Regions from separate parts of the Zea mays genome. Here region 2 is linked to region 1. Evidence: chromatin contacts called from public Hi-C data. All regions are on one chromosome and are shown on one strand. Each heading gives the region's core, a stretch centred on a gene start, on an enhancer-like site or on the middle of the called end of the contact. The rest is flanking DNA. Distances are from core to core; before and after follow the strand shown.

Evidence for each region. Hi-C and Micro-C count contacts between places; a contact is called where the count stands out from the background.
Region 2: a contact with region 1 is called in a Hi-C map of bundle sheath, with 4 times the contacts expected there. The contact joins the promoter of LOC103650524 here to the promoter of LOC100276878 in region 1. A contact is called at or near these places in 2 of 25 Hi-C or Micro-C datasets (bundle sheath and tassel).

What each region holds. Positions count from the first base shown.
Region 1 is chr3:127,383,073-127,386,513 of Zm-B73-REFERENCE-NAM-5.0, forward strand. LOC100276878 reads left to right here and starts at 1,914. Exons shown (of 1, transcript NM_001320293.1): 1 at 1,914-3,018. The coding sequence starts at 2,178. The coding sequence ends at 2,903.
Region 2 is chr3:127,706,643-127,710,133 of Zm-B73-REFERENCE-NAM-5.0, forward strand. It overlaps LOC103650524 (dof zinc finger protein DOF5.1-like), which reads right to left and starts at 2,236. Exons shown (of 2, transcript NM_001346839.1): 1 at 1,638-2,236; 2 at 239-1,336. The coding sequence starts at 1,688. The coding sequence ends at 362.

The DNA of each region.
Region 1 (3,441 bases), core at 664-3,163:
CTAAATTCAATTCAATTATATAGGCCGCAGCGCTACCTTCCCTGATGCTACGGGGTTCCGGGTACCGGCTTTGCTGTGTTAAATTGTTGTTGCTGCTACAGCGAAAGGAAGCTGTAGCCTGCTAACGCGCCCACTCTGAACCTAGGAGGAGGAACATACAGCAATAAAAGTAGCGGCCACCATGCCATCTGCAGCTGATCATCATCAGAACCATGGTGTGATGCGACACGGCTATCATCTCCATGCAGTCAGTGATGATGCGTCATGGGGATGCGCTAGCCGCCAGTAGTAGTAGTAGTAGCTCACATGAAGGCATAGGGGCCCTGACGATCGCGACGTACAGCAGGCCAGCAGCGGCACATGGCAGAGGCCCTGCCGCACATGACAGACAATGCTGCTCTGCTTGCTCGATTACCCTCGTTTTTTTTGTCCAAATCTGCACGCCCCAGATCTGGGCGCGGTGCAGGTACGGTATGTATGTCTAGTTACAGCCTGCAGCTGCAGAAACCAGGATGTGATACGGCGAGTCGTTCTGAATTCTGATTGATGAAGCCGGGTCATGTGGGCTGTGTGAGGCTACTCCTACAGGCATCAGATTGCTGGGCACTGGGAATCTGCCACAGTACAGTACAGTACAGTACAGTGATCCTCTGCGACAGGAACAGAGGAGGAAGAAAAAGAAAAGAAAAAAAAGTTATATGATTGGTTAGGGTGTCTCTAATAACGTCCTATATATCAATATTTTATATCTAAAAGATTTCATTCTCTATGGCTCTAATTGGTTGCGTGGTCAAGCGTATCCTCGCTCATTTGAGCTTGGTCCACTGGAACCGGTATCCATACTGCGTACCCACGCATGCAGTATTTTGACCTATACTGCACGGGCGGATGCAGCCCTGGCCTTCGCGTAAGCAGGTAACCAAACAGTGCCCGTCACCGCATAGGGAGAGTCCGGATGCGCGCGTCCAGGTAACCAATCATGCAGTATATATCCTTCCTCTCCAACAACGTCCTCTAAATCACGTCCTCTATACGCAAATATCTATATTAGAGATATTTTTTTATTTTTTGTACATATGTATTTGTCGTACTCTTAAATATGTTGTACATATTTTAGTTTTGCTAAACCGGTTATTTAAAGTATTTAAATGGATGAATGACTGTTTAGAGGAACTCTATATATAGAGAATACAACAACATTTTCTAAATTTAGAGGACGTTGCTGAATAGCGTAGAACACCGTTTAATCCTCTAAATTTAGGGTAGAGGAGCCTTTAGCGGTCCTTGCTAGAGCCAGCCTTAGGCTGTCTTCAGCAGCGTCCCCTAAATTCCATCCCTAAAGGAATATTCTCTGTCCTTTACAGAACACTCTAAAAGATTTTATCCTCTATATTTTCTTCATCTCCAGCAACGTCCTCTATATTTAGTCCTCTATATCTACAGTATTATCAAACTTCGAATTTTGCATTGTGTTTCACCTATAAAAAAATAATTTCATAAGACATCATGTTATGTATAGTGGTGATCGTACATGTCTGGTAGCATGTACCCATCACATTTAGTACAGTTGTAATCGTTTTTTAGTATAAGAAGGACACAAGTACACTGACATTGATGCAGATGTCAGCTATAGAGGACGCTTCTTCGTCCGCTACGTTTAGATAATTCTTGGCGAGCTCTAAATTTTACAGTCTCCTTTAGCGATCCTTGTTGGAGGCATTGCACACGGTTGCATCTGCTAAATTTAACGTAGAGAACGCTTTACAGATCCTTGCTGGAGTCGGCCTTAAATTTGAAAAGGTTTAGTTTTCTTAAGAATTGATATGTCTAATATTCTTTGAAGGAAAAAACTATGTTCATATAATAAGGTCTCCAGAAGCCATCCTATCTTATTTTATATTTTACTCAGTAAACAATACTCGGGTGTACAGTGTTTTATACGACCGATCTGGTAAAAATGTGGAGACGAAGTGAGGAACCTTCCGCGCGCGCCCTCTCTCTCCCCCTTAACTGCTCTGACCAACCCCCACCTTGTTCCAGCTACCCTGTTCCCTCTTCGTCTCTTCTTGACGCCTTCAAGCTCCTACTCTCCGAGCAAACCTCTCCCTCTGCCCCTCCGCAGCAGAGCACGAATAGAATAGCACAGTCGGCGACCAGAGGACCAGCCACTGTCGGCAATGGCGGAGCCCAAGGCGTCAAAGAGCAGGTCCAAGTCCAAGTCCAAGAGCAGCCACGACGGGGCGGCGTCGAACAAGTCCAAGGCCGCGCCCGCGCCGGCGCCGGGAACCCTGGACGCGCACTTCACGCCGTGCGCGGACGTCAAGGGCCTCCGCTTCGGCGCGCAGCTCGTGACGCGGGCGCTCACCGTGCGCCGCGCATCGCCGCTGGAGCTCCCGCACCTCCTCCGCGCCTCCCCCTCCCCCGCCGCCGCCCCCGCCGCGGCGGACCCGCTGTCGTTCGCGCCCACGACGACGGCCTACATCCCGACCAGCTTCGCCATCCTGGCGCACCACGCGTGGCACACCCTGACCCTGGGCCTGGGCACCAGGAACTCCAAGGCCGCCGTGTTCGTGTTCGAGTCCGCCGCCATGAAGGCCGCGGCGGACGCCGCGTGGCCGGGCGTGGTCCCGCTCGGCGACGTCGGGCGCCGCCTCCTCCGCGCCGCGCCGGGGGCGCCCGAGATGGCGCGCTTCAAGTTCCGCAAGGGCTGCCTCACCTTCTACGTGTACGCCGTCCGCGCCGCCGGCGCGCGCGGGTTCGCGCGCGCCGACGAGCTCCGCGCCGTCGTCGAGGCCGTCGCCCGCCTCAAGGACTTCCTCGACCACACCGCCATGCTCGCGCTGCCGGGACAGAGGAGCATCGACGTCGCCGCCGCCGCCGCGCAGGTGGGCGTCGTGCATTGACGGCTTGTGACGAACTGTGAATAATTTCTTTGTGTTTTTTCCTCGTGGTTGTGTGCGTTGGTTTTCTGAATGCGGCAGTTTCGTTTTGGATTGAGATCCGTGTTTGTTGTGCGATTCATTGGTTCTCCGGTGTGAAATTGTTCATTATTAGCATTAGATTAGAAGAAGCCAGGCAGATTTCACTTCTAAGTCCTAGTTTAGGAACTCCATTTTTTTCATGTGATTTTTATTTTTCCAAGGGAATATAAAATAATTTCCTTAATGAAATTCCCTTGATAAATTGTAGTTCCTAAACTAGGCCTAAAACTATGTCTAAAAGATCATAGTTAGCCATTTGTTTTTTTTTCTCTTCATTCAGAGAGTGAAGTGACAAGACAAGCTGCAAATGTGATCATCGTCCACACTGAGCTGAACAAACTCAACTCCTAGCCATGGGAACGGGAATCTGATTCTAGCTTATGACAGCCTTGGAGCCTTGATGCCTAACACTAGTGATCAATCATGACGACGCATAATGCTGGCCCCAAACAAGTACTGA
Region 2 (3,491 bases), core at 986-3,485, 320 kb after region 1:
CACACATTTGAAATTTCGAGAGCTCCATTGTACTAGTACAACTATGCCCCAAGTTCTCATGTAATTAAACATAGTATAGTTAAGTAACCTGACACGTATCACATCCGTGAGTTAACACATGCACCTCCCACTACATGCAAAAACTACCAACTACACGACATTAACCTGCAGCTTAAAACTCGTAAGGAAAAAAACATGCAGCGACCCAAAACAAGATCGATCACCAGCCCTAATTGAAGAAGACGACTCCAATTAAGTTCCAAACCACATAAACTAACTGAGGAGAGTGAGCTAGTTCAGCTTCGTCAGAATGCATGTATGCATATTTATCCCCAGCTGGACCTGGACGGCCACATGCAACTCACAACACATTCCCCGACGACGACGAGCTGAACCCCGACAAGAACTCCGCCGGCCACCCACTGCCACCGCCGGTGCTGCCGGGCCAGTACGAGTACGACTGCTCTTGTTGATGCGCCGTGACGGCACCTCCGCCGTTGCTGCTGTGCTCCTCCATCTTCACCGCGGCGAGCTGCGCGAGAAGGCCCGAGGCAACGACGCCCCTCGGGAACCCGTCTGCGAGGACGCCGCTGCCGTCGTCGGCGAAATGGTAGCCGTGCAGGCCAGCCTGCTGCAGGAACTGCGGCTGCATCTGGAGCGGGAGGTAGTGGTGGTGGTAGCCCTCCAGCGAGGCCTCGAGCGCGGCGGCGGCCGCTGCGGGCGGGAGGCCGAGGTGGGGCAGCTGCGCCTGCATGCTGGCGATGGCCTCGGCCGCCGCCATGGCCGCGCTCGTCGTGGTGGTGGTGGCCGTGGTGGAGGTGGAGGTGGTGGAGGACGAGGAGGTGGCCGCCGTGGCGCCCGCGCCGCCACCGCGGGAGGACTTCTTGCTGGAGCGCTTGGTGTTGCGCCTGCACCCGCCGCCGACGGGCACGTTGCGGAGCGCGCCGCCGCGGGTCCAGTAGCGGCGGCACGCCTTGCAGAAGTGGCGCGGCTGCGAGAGCGAGTAGTTGTTAAAGTAGCAGAACTTGGTGTTGGCGGAGTCGCAGCGCGGGCAGCGGAGCGTGCCGGGCTCCGGGAGCGGCACGCGCACGAGCCTGGCGCGCTCCGCCATCGACACGACGGGGCGAGGCTGCGTCGCCCCCGCCCCTGCCCCTGCTCCCGCCGTCGTCGGCACCGAGGTGGACGAGCCGCCTCCCGCTGGAGCGCTCGCCGCCGTGTCAGCAGGACCTCCGCGCAGCGGCGCCAGGCAGGACGGCGGAGGCATCAGGTGGTGGTGGTCGCTGCCAGCACCGCCGTCGAGGAGACACTGGAGTGGTTGCTGCTGCTGCATATGCATCTGTATGCATGTATAGCGAATCAATTATAATAAAGACTGGAATTCAACGCACGGTATATTCAAGATTCAAGAACATGCATGCCTAGAATGATGCCTTTCCTTTTGTGTCTAAGTTCAATCAGACATGAACGAAGGCACAGTAAACAAACTTGCAAATTTTGCGGTGAACCAACCAAAGTTTGAAGTTCATTGTTCGTATCAGGGGAAAAATACCCCAGGATTCACTCTTAAATAACAAGAAGGAAACAGATACACGACGAAATTAATTAAAAAAAGAAGAGTAATAGGATAAATCAACCACCTGGCCCCAATTGGGAGGGTCAAGGAAGATCGGGAGCGAGGAGAACACCATGATGGCGGGTGCGGTGGCGAAGTTAAGAGAACGACTCGGCCTCTTTCGTTCCTTTTACTGACCGTGACTCTTGGGGAGGGAGAACGATGGAGAAGGGTGTGAGGAGATGGAAACCACAGCTTTCCTTGCGCCTGCCCTCAAGGGCTGCCTTTTATAATTTATGTGGCCTTCCTTAGCTGCTAAGAGAGAACGAACGATCGAGCTGGAGCTACCTGCAGCTAAGAACAGTGCTGCGAGACAGCAAGAGACAGATGGTGCTGATGAGGATAGCTAGCTAGAGAGCTAGCGCGGATGGCTGGATGGATGTGTCTTGGGTCATGAGAGAGAGAGAGGGAGAGAGAGAGAATAAAAGGTGATGGCTCAAAAACTGAGAAGGCCGTGACAAACCCTAGGTATGGCTAGTAGCTAACAGTAGGAGAAAGAGAGAGAGAAGAGGGAGAAGAATGAAGAGCTCAATCAGTGTGCAGGAGGGGACATGGGCGGCGCCACCAGAGAAAGCTGGGAAGGGCTCCAGCACGCAATGGAATGGGGTGGACTGGGGATGGATCGGACGCGAGGAGGCGAGATGGTGCTGCTGCTGCCCCGTATTTATACACCCACCAAAAGCCAAAACAAAGCGAAAGCGAAAGCGAGCTGGTCTGCTCTTGGTACGCTGCCTGCGGCCTGAGCTTCGCGACCCAAGTGTTCCTTCTCTGGGGCCCACACCGAGCTGGTAGAGGAAGAATTATTGTGTTCTTGTATAAATCCATCATTAAATTAAATATACTTATCATAACCAGATCTAAATACTCAAAGTAGATTTCTCATATTGTAGGATCGGATGGCGCTAGAATAGGCAAGGCATTCAGAGGAGGTGAACAATTGCGGAAGCTTAAAACTATTTATCTCAGCTTCTCTTAATCACAAAACCAAAATATTGCAGTTTTATAGTTCCGAACAGATTGCTGTCACGTTAAAAAAACGTTGCTGGCCAAAATCCGTAACTCCGATCGTTCTCAAAATTTAATCGATTAAACTAGATAAAATCATAAATCTAAAACGACTGAAATCACGACAATCGGACTTCAGGATCTAAAGTTATTAACGAAACAAGATCGCCGCTCCAGATCTAATTTCGAAATTAAATAATAATCAGAAAAGAATGGTATCTCAAACTTTGTAGACCAGTAAAATGCATGCCTTAGTATTGGACTAGATGAATCAAAACATCAGTGACACTTGAAAACAAAGATTCAATCTATAATCAAAACAAAGAACATAACTAATAATCAACAAATAGAGAAATAATGTTACTGCACTAATCTCAAAGCACCAGAGATTTGTGTACAAAAGTGCTCTCCAAAGCATCAGAGAGTTCTACCTTGATCTCTCTAAAAACCTCTAGTTTAATCTCTTAATAGATCTAATATAATAGCTACCTCTTCTAATACCTCGTCTAAAAAACGAGAACCAATTTTGCTATATATATATATATATATATATATTGTATATTAGGAGCCCTGGGCTTCCAATAACTAAAGAAAGCCCAGGCCAGACAGTGCAATCCGGTCGAACCGGACCAGGTCCAGACGTTTATAAAAGAAAATCTGTAGTGCTAGGGTTCAGTTTTACACGTCATATTCGATTCATTAGCGACGGCGGTTGCCCGATAGCGCGCGCGGCGGTGGACCCCCGGCCGGTGGCTGCGGTGGCCGCGGCTCCCCGACCTCGACATGCGGTGGCGGCGGTTCCCAGGCCCGCGGCGGCGGGCCCCGATCCAGAGGGCGAGCGACGGCAGTGCCCTTATGCGATAGCGGCGGTTCT